Regions from separate parts of the Sus scrofa genome. Here region 2 is linked to region 1. The links are chromatin contacts, called in public Hi-C maps. All regions are on one chromosome and are shown on one strand. The core of a region is the stretch at or near the end of the contact, and the rest is flanking DNA. Distances in the headings are between cores, read along the strand shown.

The links. A called contact is a pair of places that touch in the nucleus more often than the background predicts.
Region 2: a contact with region 1 is called in a Hi-C map of liver, with 9 times the contacts expected there. The contact joins the promoter of TF here to the promoter of CDV3 in region 1. A contact is called at or near these places in 2 of 47 Hi-C or Micro-C datasets (epiblast stem cells and liver).

The regions. Positions count from the first base shown.
Region 1 is chr13:74,702,427-74,708,868 of Sscrofa11.1, reverse strand. It overlaps CDV3 (protein CDV3 homolog), which reads right to left and starts at 3,518. Exons shown (of 8, transcript XM_021069464.1): 1 at 2,997-3,518; 2 at 2,948-2,994; 3 at 2,800-2,946; 4 at 2,024-2,100. The coding sequence starts at 3,051.
Region 2 is chr13:74,928,911-74,936,046 of Sscrofa11.1, reverse strand. It overlaps TF (transferrin), which reads right to left and starts at 5,392. Exons shown (of 18, transcript NM_001244653.1): 1 at 5,299-5,392; 2 at 3,189-3,358. The coding sequence starts at 5,341.

The sequences.
Region 1 (6,442 bases), core at 2,269-4,768:
GTTCAATCCCTGGCCAGGAACTTACCTATGCCACAGTCACGGCCAAAAAAAGAAGGCAGAAAAAAACGAAATCACAACACAGTACAGAAGCTGGTCTACTTCATGCCAAGTAGAACTTCATGCTCATACTAGTTGGGATTTATTTATGCCCCTGGCAAAGGGGGAAGATATATGGGATTTAAGAAAAGTTTCACCATCTCAGTAGAAACCAAAAATGAATAAAAAATATATAACTCCAAAAAAATCTTGAAGTTCTCTATGTGGTGCAGCAGAAATGAATCTGACTAGGAACCATGAGTTGTAGGTTCCATCCCTGGCCTTGCTCAGTGAGTTGGGGATCCGGCATTACCGTGAGCTGTGGTGTAGGCTGCAGATGTGGCTCCGACCACGTGTTGCTGTGGCTATGGTGTAGGCTGGCAGATGTAGCATCGATTCTGACCCCTAGCATGGGAGCCTCCACAAGCCTTGGGTGCAGACGTAAAAAAAAATATTAAAAAAAGAAAAAAAATCTTAAATGGAAGTTACATATTCATTGACAAAAGTATGGTTTAAACATCCTCCATATTATAACAAAAGCAATTTCCAGCACTCAGTGAACGTGAAACGTTTTCCTTCATAAAGTGCTATTCTTACTCAGTAAGTTCAATATGACTCTCATTCCACGTCTTGGAGCAGCCAAGAAAAGGCTGCTTGGAGCAGTCAGGAAAGGCAGAGCAAGAACCATACTCTACAACAGAGAGGAACTAAACACACAGGAAGTTCCACGGCCACAAATGGCTGTTAGTAACTTCATATCCCTACCTCCACATTTCTCCCCAGGAGAAATAAAACTGATTATTTTCTAAACTATACCTCTTCAAAAAGAAGGAATCCAAGAAGTGGTTGGGAAAAAAAACTCCAGTCTAATGTCCTCTAGTACCATAAAGGTATTTCAAGTGTGGAGAAGCTCCATTTCCTAAAAGTTTCCCACCATCAATCAGGTTTCATTTTGCTTAAGTTCATCAAAGGATGTTAAAGAACCTAGGAATGAACACCTAGCTGTGGTAGATACTCAACAAATGTCAAATATTAGCCTTGGTTTTTAAGTAAGTTTTTAAACATTGTAATATTACCATCTAGAGTGATCAGAAGACAGGGTTCAGCTAAGGAAAATTACTTCCTCCACTGTGCTGGAAAGGCTGTGCATTTGGATCACTGATTTCTTAAAGCTGGGAATAATAAAGTGTGTTTTTAATCGCAACCAATGAAACCATATATTCACCTGCTTTTTCCTACAAGACCCTAAAAACATGACATTTATTTACATGAATCTCAAGTTCATATGACTACTGCAGACTAGACCTGATAAAAAAATGTCAATTTCAAATCCTCTAAACCAACCAACCCAACTTTCAGAAATTAGTTTCCTTGAACTTTAAAAACATGCAGACTATGATGCCATTCCTATAAAAATTGGGGAAAATTAATCCATAGTGTGAGGATAATGGTTCTTTCGGGGCAAAAACAGTGACTACAAAGGGTTAGGAGGGGGGCTTTCTTCCAGTTAAGCTCAGTTGCTTGACCTCAGTGCCGATTACACAAATTGGTTTCACAGTATGAATGCGTAAAATCTGTATTTCCCTCAATTACAAACACACACATACATATGTACTGCTTTATGTATCTACTGCTTGTCAGAGGACCTAAAAACCACCAATATCATTTTTGAAACAAAAGAAAAACTAAGTTCCCACCCACCAATATTAAAGGTAAAAATTTTGAAACCACGAAATCCATTTTAGCTGTCTCAAATAAAAAGACCTAACCAAGATTCGAAGTAGGCAAGCTCTCACAGGATTCTGGGGCTGGCAGCTAATTTGATCAGTATATAGAAGGGCTGCCATCAGCAAGGAGTAGTAACTGACACATTCCATTAGCATATTTAAGGCACAAAATTACTGTGATGCAGTCTGGGGGCCAAAAGCCCCAAACACACAGTATCTCTCCTGTGGGTTAACTAAACACATCTGTACCCAGACCATACCTTATTTGCATTGCTTGAACTCTTAGGCCACTGTAATCAACCTCTTTTTGCTCAAAATCTTTCCACTCATCTTCCTCCTGTAAAAGAGGCATCATTTCATCAATCAAAGCTATTTGTAATGAGACAACTATCAGACTATGAAAAAGGGATTAAGTGGCTGGAGCCTAGGGTAAAGTGTGTACTCATTTTCTGGCCAAAGCCTTTGCTCAATCCAGGCTGGAGGACAAACGTGACTAAACTTTGTTACTTCCGCTGGGTCACTTTAAAAGGCACCAAAAAACCCCGAATGAAGTCAATAGTATTCCCACAACTAAACGCCTAGCTCAATCTTGCCATGAGACTTGCTTTCACGGGCTTCAGACCAAGTCGTGTCAATTCAAGCCGCCCCAAACGTGATGCTTAGAAAATTCGGCTCAGACTCCTGGGCTGAAGTCAGAGGCTAAATTACTGAGAGTCTACGTCACTCGATAGATGCACTTCCGACCCGGGTCGATTCCCCGGGAGGGTGCCACCGCCTGACTGCGTCCTGGCCTGAGCCAGGCGACCCAGGTCAGGAGCAGGGTGGCGGGGGTCCCGCGGGGAGCGCGAGACCGCCGGCAGTGGGAAGCCCGCGTCACGCGGCAGCTTCCTGAGCCCGACGGCCAGCCGGCCTGCCGGCCTGCCGGCCCCGGTGGCCCCTCCCCGACGCTCCCCCAGGCAGGCCGGCAGGCGGGGGCGGGCACATGGGCGCAAGCGCGCGGCCCGGGCCCCGACTCCCGGCCTCCCTGGCCCCTCACCTTTGTCAAAGCCTTGGTTGCGGGCCCGGGGCCCGCGGCCGCGGTGGTCCCGCCGTCGCCCGGCCGGGCCCCCGCGCCTGCCCCACCGCCCGCCGCGCTCGCGGCTCCGCTGCTCCCGCGGCGGCTCCCGCCGCGCCGCTGCTCCCGCGGCGACGCCCGCGGCGCTTGCCGCCCGGTTGCTCCGCTCTTTCTTTTCTTCTTGTCCCTCTTGGCGAAGAAGTTGTCCAAGCTCCGTTCTTCTGTCTCAGCCATGGCCGCTGCCTCCTCGGCCCGGATGGGTGGGGCCGGTGGCGGGCGCGGCCCGCGGGGCTCCGATCTCGGGGTCGAGGCCGGCTCGGCGCTCACGCTCCCGGGCGCGGCGACGCCTCAGCCCCGTGGGGTCGCCAAGGCGTGTGAGGTGGGGCAGATGGCTTCCCCTGTGTGCTGGCGAACGATGGTACGGCCCGCCTAAAGGCTCGCGTGCCGCTGAGGCCGCCCGAGCCCGTCCGGCTGCGGCTGCTACCAACACCGAGGCGTAGGATCCCGCCCGCTCCGCAGACGGAGAGGGAAAGGAACGCGCGGGCCGGAGGCTCTGGCGAGAGTGCTTGGCTAGCGGCGGCGCGTGCAGGAGGACGACGCGCGCACGCAGGCCCGGAGAGGAGGGGAAAGGGGGTGGGGAGGGGTGGGAAGGGGAGGAGGGAGGGCGGGCCACCAGAAGAGAGAGGCAGCGCCCGCGCCTGCGTACTTAGCTCCGCCCGCTACTGTGAGAGCGTAGAGGGGAGGGCGGTGGGAGGAGACGGAGGTGGGGCTGGCAAGGTAGCCAATCAGATGCCAGGATGAAGCGCTTAGGAGACAATCCCTGTTTCAGATGGGGCGGGGCCGTGGCTTGGGGGCGGGGAGAGGGTTTATGCTAAATAAGTGTCGTCATGATGACCCTTGTCTCTCGATTGGCCAAGGGTTTAGCCTTGAGGGCGGGCTTTTGGAGGGCTCATTGGTGACTTGGCTAAACAGGTCGGGTTGAAGGGGCGGGTAGGTCCGTCAGGGCGCATGCGTAGAGTACACGTGTGTCTGCTCGTCCAGTGCTAACTATGGCCTTGTAGTCTTTTGAACGTTATCGAAACGGAAAAGCACTGTGTTAAGCTAGCTATGTTAAAAACGGTACCATCCGTTCTGCTGCTCTCTGTACTTTCACCCTTTCTGGTCTGGCAACTACTCATCTTCATCATACACGATGATTATTACGAAAGTGAGGAGCCCGAGCTTGAAGTTTAGTTCTCATTTCCTAAATGATCTTGGTAAGCCGGTAGGTAGATAAAAGAGAATTGATTTTATCTGAACTCCACCCTCTCCTGGATATGGCTACTAAGATCAAGCTAAATAAATCTGAGCTTTGAGTTCTAGATCTGTAAAACAGAGAAGTTAGCTCCTGCAAGATATGTGGGGAAAGAGTAACTGTTAGCTGCCCAGTGTAGTGCTTAAAACACAATGGATGTAATAAATGATTTTTTTTAATACATTTAAATAGTACCTCCTGCCCTGGCTTGAGTCTAGATGATGACTGTAATCTATCATTAGCTTTTATCCCTGATAAGAGGAGGGAAATGGAACATAGAGATGGGGACCAAATGTGCTCATGCTATACCTAGCTGTACCATTTAAATACTTTCTGGGCCTTGAGAATGAAATGAATCCTCGCATATGAAAAAAGGGTCTAATGTAAGGTTATTAAACGTTCCACTTCCTCCTTCTAAAGACAGAGTAGAGAACTGTCACAACCACTGAGGAAATGACTCAGACGTATGTTAGTAGCCTTGTGGGGTAGATAGAGCACAGCCAGTAAATGGAACTACTTCTTGATCTTTTCCTTTATAGCTTTTCTGTTAAAATTTGTCACTCCCCCCCCCCCCAACACTACTATTAAAGCACTAAGTCCAGAATATGTCAAAGAAGCAAATCAAAGACCTGGCCTTGGCCAACAGCAAGCTTACATATTATTCCCCAGATATAAACTGCCCTCAACCACTCAGGATGAGTCTCTAGTTTACTTCCTTCTGTGACACCACTTTTCTTGTGATGCAGGCCAAGTTCAGCATTGCCCCTACCCCCATCTTCCTTAATATCTCTGATCAAATATTTTTCTTCCTTTCTCTCCCTCCCTTCCCTTTTTCCCTTCCTTCCTCTTGTTCTTTCATCTGTGAAAGACCTATTAGCTATTATTTAAGGCAATGTGCTTTATTCAAGGCATAATTTGTTGTTCCTACTTCAACTCCCTTATAATCCAGAAGAAAAAAAAATCTTAATATGAATAATAAGTTCAGTCCTCCCTTTCCTATGTCCCCATCAATGTATCAGTGTCTTGAAGGAATTAATGATGGGAAAAAGCAGAGAAGGAACAGCAGTTGAGGGTTAACACAGCAAAATTTCCTTTCAGTGCTCCCCAACCTTGATCATATATAAGAATCTCAGGCCAAGCCTGTAGAGGGACCAGGATCTTTGTGTTTGTGTCACTATCTGTGGTTAATCCTCTCCTCCATAAAGTTAGTCTCTCCTCTTTGAATCCCCTGCCCTGAAACTGACCACATATATTCCTACTCTCCAGATGGGTTACACAGAGTCCTAAATCCTACTGTTGCCACACCCCTCATCATCACCCCACCCTTATCATGAAGCATCCTCCAGATCTCAATGTTTGGACCCTCCCCATCTTTAAAGCAAAACCGACCTTCATTTGTCCTTGGTAGATGGAAAACTGAATAGTGTCGAGCGCTCAGACCATTCCCAGGAATTACAGCACATGTTCTAAGAATCCTAAAGCTGTCTGAACATGGAAATTTCTCTCTGAATCCTCTAAAGTAGTACAATCCAAAGGCCATCATTTAACTCCCTCGACAAGGCCCACTGAGCTCCAGTATTCCGTGAGCTCAAGAGCTGGCACAGGGCAGCTGGGCCCAGCCCATTGTCCCGGGTTCTTTTTTGCTGAGCTATTTGTTCTAAGTTCCATTCTGCTACCTAGGCTGGAAATTCCACACATGCTCAGCTCAAAGGAATGCAGCTCATGCTGGCCAAAGAGCTTGCCAAGAAATGGGGAGCAGCTTTTCATTTGTGGCTTCCTCTCTCGCATCTGTGAGGGACTGAGCTACTGCCTGGGCTCTTCCATTGACCTCTTCCAATGGGGGAGCAACTACTTTCACGTCACCTCCTCTGGGGAACCTCTGCTGACTTCTACACACAGCCTGGATCCTGATCGTTAAAGGCCCAGAGACCTTCCGTTTCATATGGGTGTTTAATGCCTTCCTGGTATTCCCATGATTTATTTATTGTTTAACCCCTTTTATTCACTCATTTATGTAAAATATTTATTTAATGAGCACCTATTGTATGCCAGGCCTGAAATTAGGAGTTAAAGCTAAGTAAGTCAGATATAGGCCCTGCCCTCAGAGAGCCTCCTATACAGTGAGCTGATAGCCAGCAGCAGACACACAAATACACATATAATTCAATGTGCTCTACACAGTGGAGACACTTGAAGGTAGGAATGGTGTTGGGCATACAGCCTACATCACATAGGCAATTTTTTTGTTTGTTTGTTTTTTTAGGGCTGCACCCATGGCATATGGAGTTTCCCAGGCTAGGGGTCTAATCGGAGCTATAGCTGCCAGGCTAC
Region 2 (7,136 bases), core at 4,143-6,642, 230 kb before region 1:
ACCTTCAAAAGATAAGGGGGGGTGTCTGTGATAACACAGAAAGTTAAAAATAAGGTAACACAAAGAGATATAGGAGGAAGATAAACTAACCAAAAGAAATTTGATATAGTATGCTAATATCAGAAAAATAGAATTTAGTCAAAAAGCACTGCCAGAGGAGTTCCCGTCATGGCGCAGTGGTTAACGAATTCAACTAGGAACCATGAGTTTGTGGGTTTGATCTCTGCCCTTGCTCAGTGGGTTAAGGATCGGTGTTGCCGTGAGCTGTGGTGAAGGTCGCAGACGCGGCTCAGATCCCGCATTGCTGTGGCTCTGGCGTAAGCCCGTGGCTACAGTTCCGATTGGACCCCTGGCCTGGGAACCTCCATATGCCGTGGAAATGGCCCTAGAAAAGGCAAAATGGCAAAAAAAAAAAGCACTGCCAGAGATAGTGATTATTGCAGATTGATAAAATACCAAATTCACCAAAGATGGTGAGAGATTATTCTCTTATGCACTGCTGGTGAGAGTGGAAATTGGAATAACTACATTGGCTTTGCTTAAAAACCAAATAACTCAGCCATTAAAAAGAATGAACTAAGACCATTTGCAGCAACACAAATGGACCTAGAGATTATCATCCTGAGTAAATAAGTCAGTCAGAGAAAGGCAAATATCATAGGTTATCACTTATACATGGAATCTTTTAAAATGATACAAATGAACTTATTTATAAAATAGAAATAGACTCACAGACATGGAAAACAAACTTATGGTTACCAAAGGGGTAAAGGGGGAGGGATAAACTAGGAAACTGGTATTAACATGTACACACTACTATATATAAAATAGATAACCAACAAGGACCTCCTGTATAGCACAGGGAAGTATACCCAGTATTATGTAATAACCTCTAATGGAAAAGAATCTGAAAAAGAATGGGGTTACATGTATTTGTTATGAGAATAACAACAAACTGGAAACAATCCAAGTTCCTAATGAATAGAACAGAAAAGAAAAATTGTGGTATACTAGCACAATGGACTTTTGTAGCGCTCAGAAAATGAATGAACAATAGTTCTATTTAACAATGTGGGTGAAATCTCAGTATACTATTGAGGAGGAAAAACAAGTAAGAGAAAACACATAGCAATGTCCCACTGATAAAATATTTCAAGAAGCAAAACTATGCAATCATTCACATATACTCTATGTCAGTCTTAAAAATTAAAATAAAAGGCAAGGAAGTTTTAGGATTCTGTTTGCACTGGATGTGGAAACACATAAGTAGTTGTTAAGTACTACTTAACAGTACCAGTGAGTGGGTCACGCGACCCCAGGTGGTGGTGTTCCCATAGAATCCAGTGCTGTCACACAGTAGCCCTAGAAGTAAGCTATTGGCACCAATGAAGTTTTGAGAACCTTGGTGGATTCTGGATAATTTATTTTATATTATTAACATACTTAAAAACAAAGAGGTGTATACATGTACTAATGCTGAATGTATGTCATTAATCAAGTTATAATTAAGCCAGGATAGTAATTGAGATTCAATGACACACACACACACACACACACACACACACACACACACACACACCAGGCCAGTTATTTATACCAAATCACTGATTCCTTGAGTTAATCATACTCCATCAGATTGAGTCCACCTCTCTCACCTCATTCCTTCCTCCAGACTCCTACTTGCTCTGCTCCAGTCACTGTAGCTTTCCTACAGAAACTCAAGCAAGCCTAGCTCTCTCCTGTCTCAGGCCCTTTGCACATGCTATGGTTCACTATCTGGCATATCCTACGCATAGCTCTTGGCAGGATTACCCATGTTCATCCCAGGGGTCCCAAATTCATTGCTCCCTCTCAGGAAGACTCTTCCTGACACCCAGACCAAAGCAAGTATTGTCTGAAAGTTCTGTTTCTTTCCTTCCATTGTAGGAATCGCACATAGAAATTTCACTTCCTTCATGTTTTTCTTCTCACTAGACTGTGAGCTCCTCAAGAGTAAGGACCATGTGCCTTTAAATTCACTAGTGAAGCCCCATTGCACAGCACAAGGTCTGACACATGTTCAGATGTGCAGAAACAATGCAGAAGGAGTGAAAGGTTTTGGAAAACCTAGAAACCAAAAGGATCAGCTATCAAGACTGCAATCACGACCTATACCTCTTCCTTGTGTGAATCATTTATCTACTTCTTGTGATGCATCAAGAACCACCAAAATCGTGTTTTATGGTTATTTTTTTTCTTTTTTCTTTTTTTTTTTTAGGGTCAAAGGTGTGGCATATGGAAGTTCTCAGGCTAGGGGTCAAATTGGAGCTGCATCTGCAACCTACACCACAGCTCACAGCAATGCTGGATGCTTAACCCACTGAGCAGAGCCAGGGATTGAATCCACATCTTCGTGGAAAATAGTTTGGTTCATTACCACTGAGCCACAATGGGAACTCCCCATTTTTTTTCTTTTCTTGGCCACACTGGCAGTATATGCAAGTTCTTGGTCCATGGCAATACCAGATCCAAGCCGCATCTGCAACCTACACCACATCTTGCAGCAATGTCACATCCTTAACCCACTGAGCAAGACCAGGGACCGAACCTGCATCCTCACGGACACTATGTCAGGTTCTTAACCCACTGAGGCTGACAGGAACGCCTACATGGTCATTTTGATGGCAAGCATTCTTCTTTTCTGAGTTCAGAGAACTTAATGGTTCACAATAATCCCCTCTCAGAGCATATGTTGGGTTTTGCTTTAAGTCTCATCAAGGGTGACTGCTCCTGTGTCTGTTTCTGAAGTGCTTTTCTTTTTTCTTTTTTTTCTTTTTTAGGGTCACATCCGCAGCATATGGAGGTTCCCAGGCTAGGGGTTGAATTGGAGCTGTAGCCACTGGCCTACGCCACAGCCACAGCAACACCAGATCCAAGCCGTGTCTGCGACCTACGCCACAGCTCACAGCAATGCCGGATCCTTAACCCACTGAGCGAGGCCAGGATTGAACTTGCATCTTCATGGATACTAGTCAGATTCATTTCCTCTGAGCCAGGACAGGAACTCCCTGAAGTGCTTTTCTTAGCACTGTGAGCTGACTGCCTCACACGTCAGCCTCCTGTCTGTGAGTACAGAATCATTTCAAAATGACAGGAGAAAGAAAAAGCATGGATTTCCTTCCACTCTCTTTTAGGCAGGAAGGACTTACCCTGATGGCTTTGATGCAATCCAGGTAGGAGGATTTTTTCACACAGGAGACAAGAGGACCATTCTTAACGGCTTTACTCATGTTTTCACGGAAACTGGAGCACTTATTGGCCTCCTGATTTGAAATGGTGCACCATCTTACAGTTTTTTGGGCGACAGCCAGGGACAGCCCTAGGGGAGAGAGGCCAGGGGTCACTACACCAGTGGGAGAGACAGAAGCCACCTCTGAAGGGTGATGAAGGCTACCTCCCCTCCATCCTGTCCCCCTTCCACTCCTGTCCATGAACAACGAGAAACAGGTTCCATTACATTCTGAGTCTGGAGATGAGTGACAGGCACACTAATGACCTCTTATTTTCCCACTGACCAGCCTGTACTGGCCAGAGGGATGCTAGCTTGGCCATCAACACTCAACTGGAGACAGCAACCTGCTCCTCAGTGTTCTCTGAGCCTCCTTCACACAAGGTCATGACCTGGGATGCACAGGGGATGTTTAGCTACATCAAGGTGTTGGCTCAATGCCACAACTCTGGGAAGCCAGCAGGGTAGGAATTACATCTATAAATCAGTATCTTTTGGAGACAAGGGAACTGGGCTCTGAGAGGGCTTCTTTACCCAAGGTTTACCCAGACTGGCCTAGAAACCAGGTCTCCAGAGGTTGGTCTCTGCCCAGGGAACAAAAGAAGATAACATTCTGATGGGGTTTCCATTTCCTTGGCCAGTAGAGAGGGGTAAATGATAGATGAGGCAATGGACTTGCCTATGACCTTCCTCTGTCATCCTTCATCCCAGGAATAATTAGAAACTCCACATATTCAATGTTTCTCTCTGTTGTCTATGACTCCTCCCTCAATTTCCACCATTAGGCCTTTGGGCTGCCACTAGGAGGATTGCTAGAGCATGTCTGTAGCTATTAACCACCTGGTTGCAGATACCTTGTCCCCATGAACTGAGTTTTGGCATTGCTCCCAAAGCCCTCTGTCATCTCCACCCTGGATCCACAGCACAGGGCTGACTCAGGAAAGCTGATGAACATCCACATTGCACAAAGCAGAAGCGGGGAAGGGAATGGTTCTCCAGGACAAAAAAAGAGGGGCCATAGGGAGCTTGCTCCTCCAACCTGACTTTATTCCACCTATGCCCATGGGAAATCAAAGCAGGCAAGAGGGAGTCAGTGGCAGACCTTCCCCCAAACCATTCCTCCGGCCCCTCCCCAAATCACCCCTCCTGAAGTTCCAAACACAGGAATTTGTCCTTAGGATTGCATTGACCCTGCACAGCCTTCTGAGACTGATTCTCTGAGGTTGGGAGTCAGGGAAGGTAAAGGCAAGTAAGGTGGATGAACTCTCAAGGGTTAACTTTTTCAGGAGACACAAGTAGCTAAATACAGAAGGCGCCAAAGCTATGATAAAATGCACCATGAGTGGCAGGCAAATTTAGAGGACAAGGAGTGTCCCTCAGTCTCAGGAGCTGATGAGTGTGCAAGGGCCAACAGTGACAGACCCCAAAGCACAGAGGTCTGCAGCAAAGTCCACTTCACTGGTGCCTGGATCTGTGGCCTCATTTACTATCATGTGACCCTCCCAGGCCAGGCTGTACTACCCTTCTCACTGAGGACCCAAAAATGTGGCTTCGCATCCCATACCCTGAACCCCTCAATGGCCCTGCCTCATTAGTGGGACATGGTCAGCACCAAGGGCAACCATGGAACATCAGACTGTCAGTGGAGGTGAGATCAGATCCAGGGAGGCCTCAAAGGCCATCCTAAGTAGTTGGGACTTAATTGAGGTCAAAGCAAAGGGATTTGATAAACCATGATAGAAGTGCTCTAGTTTATTGTATTCCGCTACTACAAGATTTACTGGATACAGGAGGTGGAAGCAGGGGAGGCTGAAAAGGTGGCAGGGGCACAGGTAGGAGCAGCAGGTGTGGGAGGCACAGAGCTGTCCCTGAGGCAGTGCTGAAGCAGGTGCAGGGGTGCGGCGGGGAGAAGCGAAGGAAAGGCTCCAGGCTTCCAGCCTGAGTGCAGAGCCCAGGGGTGGCGTGGCCAGCTCGGGGATGCACAGGGCGCCCGGGCCAGAGACTGCAGGTCTTCCAGCAGCTTCACTCACCCAGGACCGCGCAGGCCAGCAGGGCACGGACAGCGAGCCTCATCCTCCTGGGTCTGCGGCGTGGAGTGCCGAACGCAGACTGACTGGCTTCTGCGCCTCCTCCCTGAGCCCTGGGCCCCTTTATCCCCCGCGGGGCTGGCCAAGCACAATCTTTGACCTCCTGTGTTTGTTCAGCCCGGTTGCCCAATCGCCCCTCATCCCTCCCCCTTCATTCCTCGCCCTAGCTGACTGCCTCGTTTCCTGACCCCTGGAACAGAACCATGGATGGAATCCAACACAAAAATGCTGATTGGAGGGGAATTAAAAGAAAAATCAACCCGTTGTTAATGTGCGCTTGCTCTGTACCAGGAACAGAGCTGCCGTGGGCAGGGGTGGGGTGACTCTGCTGCTGAATCCCGGGTGGCCAGAGCTGGTCCTGAATCTACTTATGTGCTCATTTAGAAGATGGAAGAGGGAAGGGCACTGCCTCAGGTGCAGAGTAGAACAGAAGTATGGCAGGCAAAGACCTTCCCGGGACAGCGTGTGAGAGAGGAAGAAGCTGATCTGAAGTCAAAGACAACAGGCTCAACACCTTTCACTTGTTCCCAAGTGCCCTGTGCCCTTAAGGCCCCATGGAGGAACTGTCCCTCCCATGTGCCCAGCTGTGCACATGCTCCAGGCCTGGTGACCTTCCTTCCCTTCCTGCAGCCTGCTGGACACCTTGGCAGGGAACAGAGTCACAGGGGCAATGACATCTGTCTCACAAGAAGTTGCCCGGGAGGGTGATCAAGACTCTGTGACACTGGTAAGTAAGTGATGCAAGAGCACAAAGAAAGGGACCCAGGAGCGCAGATGTGGCCTAATCTCAGTGCCTGGGTCATCCCTGGTTCCCTCCCAGAAAGTGGTCTCCACACCATTTTGCCTGCCCATCCTCATCAGGAAATGCTGTGAAGCTGTCCATTCTAGAGATGTATTTTTTAAACTGATATTGTGTACATGTCAATCATGAGAGGACTAAACATTTTTAAAACAATAAGACAAAGATGAAACATTCATTTGTAAATGTCTGTTTATTCTGCCTTTTACACAATGAAAACTATCTCAAGGTAAAATATACACTCAGGCAGAGGGTGAGGTTCCTGAGAGTAAGTATAAATCCATATTCCAGAGAGTCATCATGAGAGGGTCAAGGTTTTCTTGAGTTACATCTTACCCAACTGGATCAGAGGATCATTGGTTTCGGTCCACTTTACACCCACTCATTTGAACCAGGCCTAGAGGACATGTCAGCAGTGCCATTTAATTTTAGTTCACCTATGCTTGTGTTATTGGCGTCACCTTCTAATTCTGGCTTCTTTGCAGAAATCTTTCTAAGGCCCTCATGCCTTTTGTGATGTCTGATGAGTTAACCCACATTACTTCATCTCTACCTCCATTTTACTGGCATGTGCAAACCTCAATATGTGGAACCACACAAGCCAGAAGCAGGGGGAACCAAAACTTCCAGCATCCCCTTCCTCACTCCTCCCTTGTGAGGTGTTCCCCATCTTCCCTCAGGACACCTCAGTGGCCCCCCACACTCCAGTAGATGGTTTCACATACAAGGGGTTACACACACCTCACTGCAGAGACCTCATTTCTTTAGTAGGGGACAGGTCCTTTCTGTTTATGGTGGGGACATATGACAAGTTCTGCCCTCCAAAACCCTGCCTTACCAGGAAGAAGAATGGCAGCTGCTGCCCTTCTTCTGTCCTTGCCCCCGTGGGCCCTTCTGCTCAAGCCATGGGAAACCCAGTTTTGGAGACCACTTTTCTGGAGGGAGCCAGGGATGACCCAGCAGGAATTAGGGGATGGTCTGG